Regions from separate parts of the Gasterosteus aculeatus genome. Here region 2 is linked to region 1. Evidence: chromatin contacts called from public Hi-C data. All regions are on one chromosome and are shown on one strand. The core of a region is the stretch at or near the end of the contact, and the rest is flanking DNA. Distances in the headings are between cores, read along the strand shown. Region 1 overlaps agmo (alkylglycerol monooxygenase). Region 2 holds the start of meox2a (mesenchyme homeobox 2a).

The links. A called contact is a pair of places that touch in the nucleus more often than the background predicts.
Region 2: a Hi-C map of skeletal muscle shows a contact between it and region 1, with 4 times the contacts expected there. The contact joins the promoter of meox2a here to the enhancer-like site in region 1. A contact is called at or near these places in 4 of 6 Hi-C or Micro-C datasets (skeletal muscle, tail fin and whole body).

What each region holds. Positions count from the first base shown.
Region 1 is chr20:5,475,154-5,481,446 of fGasAcu3.hap1.1, reverse strand. It overlaps agmo (alkylglycerol monooxygenase), which reads left to right. Exons shown (of 13, transcript XM_040166036.2): 13 at 3,405-3,980. The coding sequence ends at 3,485. Among protein-coding and RNA genes, the nearest start is that of dgkb, 7.9 kb to the right of the region's middle. Within about 2 kb of position 3,411, at least 7 of the 9 cell types and tissues checked have open chromatin away from gene starts, as enhancers often do.
Region 2 is chr20:5,516,173-5,522,465 of fGasAcu3.hap1.1, reverse strand. It overlaps meox2a (mesenchyme homeobox 2a), which reads left to right and starts at 3,199. Exons shown (of 3, transcript XM_040165561.2): 1 at 3,199-4,147. The coding sequence starts at 3,574.

The sequences.
Region 1 (6,293 bases), core at 2,162-4,661:
GCCCACTGCGCTCCTGCAGCCAGGTTCAAACTGAAAGTTATTTTCCGACACCGTTGGGTCCAGATCTGGGGGGCTGTAGGGAGCCATATGGAGACGGCGCTCTGGAAACGTCCCATTACAGGTCGTATATCACACGTCTGACAGCAGCCATTCTGCCTTGTTTTCATTTCAATCACGAGTGCAGCTGCAGCTTCAGAACAGCGAGGCTCTGCCACGTTTAACCCGCTGCAGGCTGCAGGACAGAAGCACGGCCATGCGGGGAGTATCTGCTCGCCGCTTTACGCCCGTCCTCAGCCCTCCGAAGGGCTCCAGAGGTGACCGTTGTTGCCCTCAAGGTCAATGCAGATATTTTCCCGTTGGAGCTGCAGATGGCACGTTACTCAAGGTTTTCATATTTAACCTTGAGGAGCCAGAATTTCACTGTTGTCAGGTAGAGGATTTAGAACCGTGTTGACACGTCGTCTTAGGACAATAAAGCACCGCTTTATAAAACAGACTTTTTTTTCTTTAGGTGAAGCAGCTATGTTGTTTCTCAACTCATATTTTTAATTTAGGAAATGTAGCATGTTTAACACTTTAAGGACACTTAGTTTATTTTACCCGCATTCTGTGTATGTGTTATTCTGGTGTCACATTTGATGTCAGTTCGGTTGTATTTACAGTGGAAATATTACTCTTGTTACTTCTATTTTTGTAGCTATTACACGTTTACAAACTATCACACTCAAGATGATTGAGGGAAGTATGGAATGACTTTTATTTACTTTCTGTTGTGCACAAGGTGAAGTGTGCTGTATAAGGAACGGTTATTGTAAAATAAGCTTTTAGGGTAAAACAACGGTTGTTTCTTTTCACGTCTAACTGATTTGAGGGTTTATTTCAGCTGATCGTAGAAACACTCGGAGGACAAACATGAGTTTTATTTATTTTCTATTGAGTTTGAGTGAACGATCCAGGTAAAATAACTTTTTCTGTCAATGGAGCTTTGATTATATAATATTATTTGTCACTTTCTATGTTTTGTGCGTGGAAAAAACGTAGAAAGTGTCCACATCCTTATTTATTGAATTTTTCTTTTTCTATCTTCACTTTAATATGTCTTCATGTCTTGCAAAAGAGATGATACCTCACCGCAGAAGGCAGTCCGTCCCTCTGGACTCACACCGGCACACTGTGTCCAACAAGTTTACAGCCCTGCTGTGACCCCACTCTCCTAAAACACACGCTTTATTACATCGAGGCTGGCTCGATTTTCACCATTTTGAAATATTACGCAACGAAATGAATTAGATGCATCCTTAACAGGATTTGAGAAGAAATAAGTGTGGCAATAGACAGGCCAGTGTTCAGTATTCAGAATGTCTCCATTGACTTGTCTGGATATGGACGGTTTTCTACTTTCATTTAGGAGACCAAAGTTTGTACCCTTTCACAAACTTCATCATTTGCCTTCTTTTGAAAATCGGCCGATATTTGTGTTTTTTTTTACAGTAAAGGGATTGTTTAAGGAAAACCTCCTTTTCTCTTTTTGGTTTGAGAGGCTAAACATTAATATTTAGAGCGTTGATTCTCTTGCAGAATCGTCCAAAATTTACGTTCTTTTCCGGCAATAAGTGCGACCGTGGAGCTAAATGGCCCATGTGAACTCTTATGCCTCCATGTCAAAGTTGGTCAGAAGAAGTGTTGCACAGTAAAAGAGCGTAAAAGAGAAATAATCAGAGCAAAGAGGCAGAGAAAAAAGTCACCGGTCCGTGGCTTTTAGTATTACTAATCCTAACAAAGTACATTCTGCCCAAAACAAAGTGAGTGTGCGTGGATTTGCTGAGATCTCTACTTATGGAGCCGCTGCTGTCTGGCCACGGTGCTTATTTGTAGACGATCAAACCCGCTTCCTTCCACGATGTAATCTGTCCCACATGGATTTCCTACAGAGTCCATTAAAACGTAGCATAGCGGGGTGGAACACAGAGAGAGAGAGAGATGGCAACGGGAGTCACATAGGTGCCCTTCCTTTGCCTCGACATGCGGCTTTGATAGAAACTTCAGGCGCGTTTCGCTCTGCTGCAACTGAAACGTGATTTGCGAGGTTCTGCCGAGCCTCCCGATCCCACTCCGTCATCTCCCATCGGGTTGGTTCGCAGTTGAACGATACTTTCAGCCATCTTGTATTGTATTAAGTGGATTTAATCGGGAGCAGCAGGTTGCGAAGCGGCTTTTGTCCGCAGGTTTGCGAATGCAACAACTGTGCTCAACTCTACTTAATTCTTCTGGGTTGTACAGGCTTCTCAGGTCAAATAAAAGCATAAAATCCCAAGATTTTCTGATCGTTAAGACAGTGAGGGTTAGTATAAATGTAACTTTCCAATTAAATCAAGATACATTTAAAAAAAAAAAAATCTATTACATTTTTAATTGTGGAGATTGGATCTGGAGATGGGACCCGGCCCACTAGGAAACTGCCGTCATTAGTTGCTCTGTTTCCAGAGTCAAGCCGTTGCCCTTTTACAGTCGTGGGGCTGTTTTTTAGGCACTGCGAGGTCAAAAAGCAGAAAGGGCTCTGCATCATTCTCTCTCTCTCTCTCTGAGGAGAACAGCTGCCGTGTCCTGGAGGAAACGTTGCTTTTTTCTCTTCCCATCAGGCCGTCCCGCCTGTGATGGACAGCGGTCTGGTTTTGGCCTGAGCTGCGATGTAGGAAGCAGTTTATGGGCCAAAGCGCCGCACGGGGTGGAGGAGAGGGTGGAGGAGAGGGTGGAGGAGAGGGCGGCGTCAGGCGTAGCCCCCCTGATCCCCCCCGCCTCGTCTCTCTCGGAGTGACCCTTTCGACCCCGTCACGAGAGAAGACCCGCTCCTTAACCCCTGAGCCCACTTTCTACAGCATCCCAGAGCCAACGTCTCTCACTGTTTTCTTTCAATTACAGATTTACCAGGGTTTTGCGTCCGCGTTGACAGGTCGAAAATGATACGGCTCGCACGTTTTATGTCATGTTTTCTCTTTGGGCTGTGAAAATCCGTGTAACATTTACAATTTGGAATGTGCTCATTCTGGTCCCCAGTTGACCGAAAATCCGGGTTTAATTTATATTGCTAAATATTTCTGTTGTCGTGTTGCACAATATAAACACAAAACAAGTTGTAAAATTTAATACGGTCATAATTGTATGTCTAAGTAATGTCAAAAAAAATATCAAAAAGGTTCTAAAAGAAGGATTAAGTAGAACAACTACAACAAAACTACATAATCAACTATTAAATGTTTACTTAAAATGTGGTTTTATGGTTAATGTTACTGGATCAATTTGCGTTTTTTCCGTGATCGTAAAGTGAAAGTGGGCCGCGTTGATCCCTTTGAAAGACCCGGTGACCCGTCTGCCGCTAACCCTTTCTCTCTGTCGCTGTTGTCCAGGCCTTTGTCTCCCTCTCTCTGCTGTTCTGGGCTCTGCAGAGCTCCTCCCAGCTGCTCCGCATCAAGAAGAAGGCCCACTGACTGGTTTTACTGGTTTATTGTGCAGGGACGATGCACACAGAGTTAGCCCGAGGATGGTTTTCATCTGCTGTTTTATTAAGTTCTAATTACTGAAATGATTACATAGTGAGATATTTTGAATAATCTTTAACACCGTGTTAAGAATCATTTGATCACAACAATAACATTGTTTCAGTTTCAGCTGGATTCACTTTTTACTGGTTACGTATAACTGGTTTTGAAAGAAGCTTTATTACATATATTGTCAGTAAGACAAGGTGATGAAAAGGTGCTCTTCATCAAATTATCTAATTCTCTGTTTAAAAATGTCTTCTGTGTTTTTTTTCTACACTGTGCTAATAGAATTTCAGCGTTGCTAATTTCAGTACTAATGAATTAACACTTTTGTTTATCCCCTGAGCTACAGAATAATTTTTGCCTTTTACTTTGGACAACAAACACTCTTCTGTACATTGTTTTCCATTTGTCATTGCAATTAAAAGCAATTGAAACGTTTGGCTCCTAATTTTTTATTCTTTTAAAAACAGGCAATATAGACAGAATGAAACCTTGGGGGTTTGTGCAGTGTGTCGCAACGACAGATTGTCCGTATGAATTCCTCCTCCAGATCCTGTGTGGGAGTGACAAAGCGTCCACAGCAGATGGTGCTGTTATCAACTGCCAAAAATCGAGTAAATCAAAATCTATATTCAACAAAACTCATCAAGACCCATCAACATATTCCAGGGTGAACATTGGAACTGATACCACAATGAAAATTGTGGTATCACAGTTAATTTGTTACTTGAAGGCAATTTATTTATAATATTTAAGCCTACAAAATTCTTGTTTCATGTTGGTGACATACAGCCAAAGGTTTTTAATAATACCTACAATATTTACATATTATATCCAGCAATAAAGTATCCTTTTATTATGTTTTAGGGTATGAATGACATGAACAAATGCACATAGAAATTGTCAGTAATAGTGTAGATTGGAGAGTTTGGTTAATGGATGGGAAGTAATACTTTAATACAGTTTTTAGCAACATGATGCACAACATCACAGTCACTAAAGGTGTGAAAAGATTCAACATTTTTAATGAATACCAGAAAACCGCATGGTTTTGATCACAGCCCCAAATATATGGCGGAAAAACACAAAATGATACCCAAGTACATCATTTAATTAAATTATCTGAAATAAAGTAAACATAACTGTGTAAATATGAATAAAACAGCCTCATCTCGTTTTCAAATAACATTGACAGCTTCTGTTTGTTCACATGCAAATATGACAATATTAATATCTGTAAAATTATGTAGCAATCATCACCGTACGCAGATTATGTAAATGACTGGAATTCATGAAAGGTGTTGCGTGAATATTCATGTTTCCTTAGAACAGATCCACAGATGGCATCACTCTACTATACATATGTATCACTGACCAGACATCTCATCAAATAAGATAAACGGTGATGATTGTGTATGCTAGCACCAGGGCTTTAAGCAAATATAAATATGTTTTCCTTATAGTATACAATTTCTCAAACTCTAACGACTTTACATGGTCAAAATAATCCTCCAAACATATCTGGAGGCAGCTTTAGTCACCGACCAAAGCCCAGTGTGAGTGTGAGTGAAGAGCAGCCGATACCTTTTTAATAACCCTGCCAAGCGCTAGTGCTAATGAGACAGAGCTTGTGCTAACGTGAATCACTCGCACACACACGTCTCCAGACCTGGTGGCAAAGCTCGAATTCACAAAATGATGCGGGTTTGTACTGTTTTGTTAATCACCACAACAGTCACCATGCTCATAATTATATCGCTTTTTTGAAAAGATATAAAGGCCAGACATTTAGAAAACAGCTACATGTTTACATAAGGTAGAGTTCATTTGCTGTCATATGTAAGTGTTGAACGAATGGTGGAATTAACAAGCCAACTAAAGTACTACCAGCTAGCTCCAAAAAAAGATTTAAACGACTTAATGCTTTGTCAGCACTTTTGTTATTTCACAAGCGCTAATTCACCCAATCTTTCAATGTGTTGATGTGTCGAACCCTGATGTGTAACATTGCGATGATTCCCAAGTGGGGACCCAGCACGCACGCAAGTCGAGTTGTGGGTTGAAAACGTGTACGGTAACATTTAACAAACTCAACTGTTTCAGGTCATTTTGTATTCCCGCAAGTCGCTAATAGCACGGGATGCTTTTGGACGCATGTTACTGCTGCAGTAATGTGCATGTTCCATTTTACTGTTGTGGTTGATTTGAACTCACTGCATAGTGTATAAAATCACCGTAGGTTTGTAGCGTCGCTGTCCGGTTAGAGCCGACTATAGATGGTCACAGACTTCTCTAGAGCCCATTTCTACATCACAGTATTAAGTCTTTGATTTTAAGTCCGTCCAGTAATGACTGTCAAAATAAACCGTGGTTCAATATTCTCCATCAAAGATAAGGAGCCAATACGGTGTGAAGCTTCTGTGCTTATCCAGTATTCTTCGCTTTATAAACGATCTGTTGGGTTGAAGAAACACAATCTATCGACAGATCAAGCAGCTGAAATATTGACCCCAGAGGGGGCGGATGTGGCCTTAACCTTTACATGGGATCCTACTAATAGGCAGTGAGGGAATTCTGCCCGGGGTCTCGCTTAATGGAACTAGGAAATGTGGCTGAAGAAAGCCGATCAATGAGGCAGTCAATGGGAATTGGATCTCGCTGTGATGTAAGGGAGGCCGGACGGAAAGCAGCAGTTACTTCATCCTGGCTGCGTAACGGCAGCTTCTTAAAAGCTTCTGCATCCTCCTGAAG
Region 2 (6,293 bases), core at 1,950-4,449, 41 kb before region 1:
TGTTCGGACCCTTCTATCGTCACTATAGCTGTAACTTTGCATGTTGTCAGCCATTATTTTCTTTTTCTTTTATATGTACTTTAACATCTTATATTTTCACGTTCATGTTAATGCACATAAAAGGGGCTTTAAGTAAAGTGTGTTGCAGGAGCTTTTAAAGACTCCTGCAACACATGTTATGGCAGAAACGTCTCAGCAGACATCCTCACGTCTCAGCCCTCCAAAAACAGATTCCCACTATTTCTCTGAGGAAAACCGAACCCAAAGCCGGCAGCGAGGGACTCGGTTATGAGACGGGGTCTGACGGGGCAGCGGCGTGTTTGTTTTGGTCGCAGGGAGAGCTGTGTTTGCTGTAATCCTCCCCGCCCGGGTGACTGACAGCCACAGGTGGAGCGGCAGGTCTACCTTCGGTTTCTGTCTACTGCGGTGAAACGTCGCCATCAGAAACACGGACACAAGCGACGCCCCCCCCCCCTCCCCACTGACCTCTTTCTTTTTTTATAATTACACTTTCTTGCTGTTGCAGCCTCTTCACCAGTTTGGACCAGTGGACTCTCGTCACATGAAACGTTCCCGTGTTTAAGGTATATTAAAATGTGTTTTCCACAACATTTCAGATTTGATGAAACTGGAAAAGCGTCTTATTTATTTAGTCATCTATTTGTATTCTTTGCAGGGATATCAAGGTATACCGCTATGACGATAACTGTGATATATAAAAGATATTGACATGATGAATATCAATACATGTACAATTAAGGCATGCAAATAATCAGTAGTAATAGTTTCAGCCTGTCTCCACCTCTCCTTGATTGTATTTTAAGAATAATTAATTTGCCAAAAAAGAGACATATGAATAAAACAAATTTAAGTCAGTTTGACATATAGCATTAATTAATTTATAAAACATTTCTATTAGTGCCACGATAATAACATCTTTAATTATTTTGGTAATTGTGTTCAGATCTAAGATCTAATTTCTAAGATCTAAAAAGACAAACAGGTATGTGTATATTTATATATATAAATATATACAAGACAAATTCCTTGTATGTCTGACATATTTTGGCAATAAATGTTTCCTGATTCCTGAAGTGCAAAAAAAGACATTTTGATTGATATACCTGATGTGGAACTTCAAAATAACTGCGTGTATTTTCACAATAAAAGCCCAAGATTGGCACGACTATCGGTGTAAGCCACGCTTCTTCACACAGCAGGATATTTTGCCTCAAATAGCCCACGAGGGCCAAAAACTATTGACTGAAAACACCCCCACGGGCCATCCCTGCGCCAGGATGGAAAACACGTGTGCTTTCTTATTACCTGCTCCGGGCCCTCTGCACATACAAAGCCCAACCTGCTAATAGCCTTAATTTGTAAGGTAAACAGTAGAAGAGTTTCACACTCACTCACCTAAGGTGCCTTTCCTCTCCTGCGCTGCCTCTGCTGCCTTTGGAGGCTTTGGAGTGACTGTGTGTGTGTGCGTGTGCGTGTGTGCGTGTGTTGGGGGGTGGAGGGTGACAGCAGCAAAGTTACAGCCTTTCCTCCCCCGTGCTATCTGTTAAAGTCATTTTCCCTCAAAGAGGAATTAATTTCCTTTCTCAGACGGCCCACAGCGCCTGTGGCACCGCCTGCGAGTCGTCCGCCCGGTTCCCCGGGGTTGGGGTGACGGTCCACATTTAAAAGGACCTGCCGCAGCCACCAAAAACTCTGCAACGGCTATAGAATTATAATACGTTTTATGTATTATTTTACTCTAAATCCGTGTGCACTTTAAATCTGAATTTAAAACAGTACAAGTCACATCGTTGCTTTCAGAGTTTCAGAGATTTGAAGAACGGGGAAAGTGCATGTGTAACGGGATTATTCATCTTTATTGTAGATATAAAAATCTAAAACATATTTACAGTGTTTTAATTCATGTTATCTGTACAAATTCTACAAGTAAAGCAATTTAGCTGCAAGGAAAAAAATAACTTAACCTCAGACCGGGATTCATTCAGACGAGTTTTATCAGAAGTTAGATAAAAAATTTCAAGGGATAATAATTCTGCTTTGGTTTTATTTGAGCTTATTATAACAATAATAAAAGTAAGAGAGGATTAGGGAAGTAATGACAAAGGGGGCTTTCTTCTTTCACTGCTGGGTGTTTACCGACATATTTCTTTTCCTGCTCCACTTTTAGGGCCTTTAATGACCAAGATGATGAATGTGAGGAATGACAACGTGTTTGGTGCTGAGGTTCTAGGTGTTTAAAATATTTAAATCTTATGCAAAGACGTAAACCATTTTCAGGGTTTTTTATTCCTGGTAACAATATTTATATTTATTTTTTCTGTCTGCGAGCACCTTGCACCAGCAAAAAAACAATGTTTCTGCATTGCTACAGTAATTAATGGTAATCTCAAAGCCAACAAACGTGGTGTTTGAGAGGCCAACAAAAAAATACGAAGCTGTTATTTCAACTTCATGACCCCACATTAAAGGTCAGACCTGTGTCAGTATTGCTGTGTGTTTTGTATTTTGATTTGACGACGTGAGGTGTTTCATTTCAAAATGAGATACAAATCATATGTAGAAGAAAAACCCGCTCCTATATAATGATTGACTGCACTAAAGTAAAATGAACTGTGGTTGTTTTTTTTATATTTAGTAATAGATATAAAATGTTAACCTTTATTTCTGTCTGGACCGTAACAAAACTCTTTCTTTTCTGTTACTGGTTATTACTTTTGAATAAAGCGTGTCCTTTAAAAAGTAGTGTGGAGAAAGACATACGGGGAGTAAGAGGGGGAACAAACACTGGGCAGAGGAAAGCCTTTGAAGGCTTCTTCCACAAGACCAACAGTGTTTTAAAGGGTCAAAGCTGAGAAAGACGGGGCGACACACTGAGTTAACCCCTGACACCTCGCCTCCCTGTCTCTCCCTCCACCTCCACCCCCCAGCCCCACCCACCGACCATTTCTTTCAGAAAAGTGAGCAAAAAGACGGCCAGAAAGGTCAGGTCCAAGTCCAAAATAAATTGCCCTCTTTCCTGAGGCTCGGCCATTTTTAATAGTAGAGATTTATTGCGCTGGGCTTTTTGGAGGGCGATCATATGTATGTGGTCAGTAGCGCGTATGCAGCCTGTGACCCAGCCTCCCTCTCACGTTACACCCTATTTATATCATCCCCTCCGCCCGGCTCCCCTCGTTCTGCAGTTCCTAGTGGGAAGCGCCTCCTGCTCCCCGCCTCGAGCTCCAGTCCCCTCCGCTCCTCCAGACATCCGAGAGGCTGTTCTGCAGCTCACTGTTTATCCTGCACAGCCTGGCAACTGGCCGCGCGCTCCGGATTACCACAGGACACCATATACAAAACACACTTTGCTCTCTGCTCTGACTAATCGAGAGTAGACTTCCTTTTTTTTTTTAAACTGGAGGAAAAAAAAAAAACTTTTGGGATAGTCAAAGGATCTTGGATATGTGCTTGTGATTTTATCTTCTGGGTTTGATTCAGTAACTTTACCTTCTTTTACTTGCCCTTCTCACCTTTCCTCGGAGGGCCCCGCGTGTGCGTTTGTGTTTGCACGCGATGGATCACACACTGTTCGGGTGCCTGCGGAGCCCCCACGCGCCGGCCCAGGCCCTGCACCCCGCCTTCACCCAGTCCCCCCTGACTCTGCACGGACGCTCGGACCACGTCTCCTACCCCGACCTGGCCTCCTCCTCATCCTCCTCCTCCACTTCCTCGCCCTCTCCCTGCATCATCTCCAGCTACCCGGTGGACGACGGCCTGTTTGCCGGGCAGCACCACCTCCACCACCACCACCACCACCACCCTCACCGCGGCCACCTGCCCTCGCAGCAGCACCACCACCACCCGCCTCAGCACCACGCGTCGTGGCACATCCCGCAGATGCCGTCACCTGGCGGGAACATGCGCCACAACCTCTGCCACCCGCACTCCCACTCGACCCACGACAGCGGGCCGGCGCCCCCGGACCTGGGACACCCGGGGGGGCCCAGCATGTGCGCCAGCACCCCGAGTCTGGGCATCGGCAGCACCCCTACGGGGGCCTCCTGCGCGCCTGCAGACTTTGGCAGACAGACTCTGTCACCTGCCGAGGCCGAGAAGAGGAACGGCAAGAGGAAAAGCGACAGTTCAGGTAAGGGGGGGGGTCCCAGATTTTATCGCGTTGGTAATTTTTCCTTTATTCATTGTGAATAAATAAGCCGCTTGTGACACATCGCCAAAGACTTTACGAGAACTTCTTTGAAGGCATTTCCAGCAAGTCATTTATCAGCCTTATTGTTAGATAAACACCGTTGCATAAATATCGTCAATTTAATAAATTCCGTGCAGAGCACAGGAATAACACACTCAATCCTTTAACAGCACATTACTGTTGAGATTCCTCCGATAGGAAAACAAGAGAACGGTGTGAGAAGCAGTTTGTAGGTGTCGGCTGACGAGCCGCTGCAGCGAGGAGCCGAAGGCCACATCGTAACCCGCGTGGGCACATCTGACTCCTGCCGTGTTTTGTTTAAAAAAAAAAAAAGAAATCACATCTGGTTTGTTGCGACACTCCTCAGAGGCCACAAAGTGAGTTTCACAGTAAAGAATTAATGTCACAGATTGTAAAAGACTACACCGGCGCCGTGTGGCCTCGCTAAACACCCGGCACACAGAGGATTTTATCCTCTGTAATGTTGAGGATCAAATGAATCGCAGGCAGGTTTCACTGAAATATGATTAAACGATGGCAGGTTTCAAGTATCTGAGCAGAATGCGTTTATTTATTTAATATTCCTAAAAACACCTTGTAAATACGGATTATAAACTATTTACATACCAGAAGTAAACCCTAATGTACAAGTCAGATTCATGAAATGGATTTATATTAATATTCATATTGTCAACAGACTGTTCTGTACAACTCAAGGGTTTTGGGAAATTTGTGACTTGTCTCTTGTGACCACGATCCCTTAAAAGTCATCAACTGCTGTAATTATGAAGCAATGTTTTAAGCTTAATATTGTTAATATTACTTAATATTACTCAATTACGTAAATTGTTTACTAATAATAAACCAAAAAAACTGTACTCAAATAGGTGACACTTCCCGGATGACGCGCGGTCACTGTGATAATTAATCACGCCGTGACAAACCGCCGTCTCGGGTCGCCGGAGCCCTCGCAGAGGGAACGTGATATCGCCGAGGGTTCTTAGTTTTCCAGGGAACGTGCGCCCGCCGTTCTCTCTGTCCATTTGAGGGTGGCGGGACCCTGCACTCCTTTTTATGGGCCTCTTTGTGTGCACGGCGGCGCATCACCTGCCGCTTTGACCCTGACGGTGCTGCCGCTGCTGCAGAACAACAGACATCGCAACGCCGCCTGAAATGGGTGTTGTAAATAGGTTGTGGCACCAAATAGTAAAAAGAGAGAGCGTGAATTCACTCACTGAATTAGCAGGAACTAAAGATGTGATAGTTGGAATAAAGTTGAACAGATTATGTAAGACAGGAAGCTTTTCGAGAGCCCAGGCGGCCTCCTTTTGACTTTAATAGCACTGTCCGTGCTAGACGTCTGATACAACTACATTATAAGCATGCAAAATGTTGCAACAGTACATTGAGTCCACTCCAGCCCACCACCTCCCATTTCCTCCCCTCCTTTGTTAAATCATTTGGACACCGAGCCTCCAAATCCCGCTTGCCCTGTAACAATGGTTGCATCGCCGTGCACCCCCCCCCCCCCCCCATTGGCGCTACCACCAATCACGCTGATTATTGGGGCTAACTAGGTTTGCTGACTTAATCAGCTGTCTAAACATCACACCGCTGCCAAGTTGCACGGGATAGAGCCGCGGTTAGGTTTCACCATCTGGATCAGAAACTGCAGCAAAAAAAAAAAAAGCCTCCCAACTCAGATTCAGGAATAATAACAAAACCCCAAGAGCTCATTTCCATGTTAGATTTAGCCTTCGAATGTGAGGCTTCTCAAGCGTCCGTGTCAGATAGTTGTGATTGTTTCCTCAAGTAGGGCCCGGGGTGAGAAGGGGGGGCTAATGAGATGAGGCGGCTCCCTGGCGTTCTTGCGTGTCTGGTTACTGTGGAACCTGCTCATTGTTTGAGCCCAGCTGGAGAATTTGGTTTGCCCCCGACTGGGGCTGTCGAGGGAGACGTCGTTCCTTTAAAAATGAAAATGAAAAAACCTACTGGATTTTCTGCGTGGGACAATAAAAAGGTGCTTAAAGACTTGTCTGGTTGAGGCGGTGTTGTAAAACAGCAAACAAAAGAGGGGTGAGGTGCT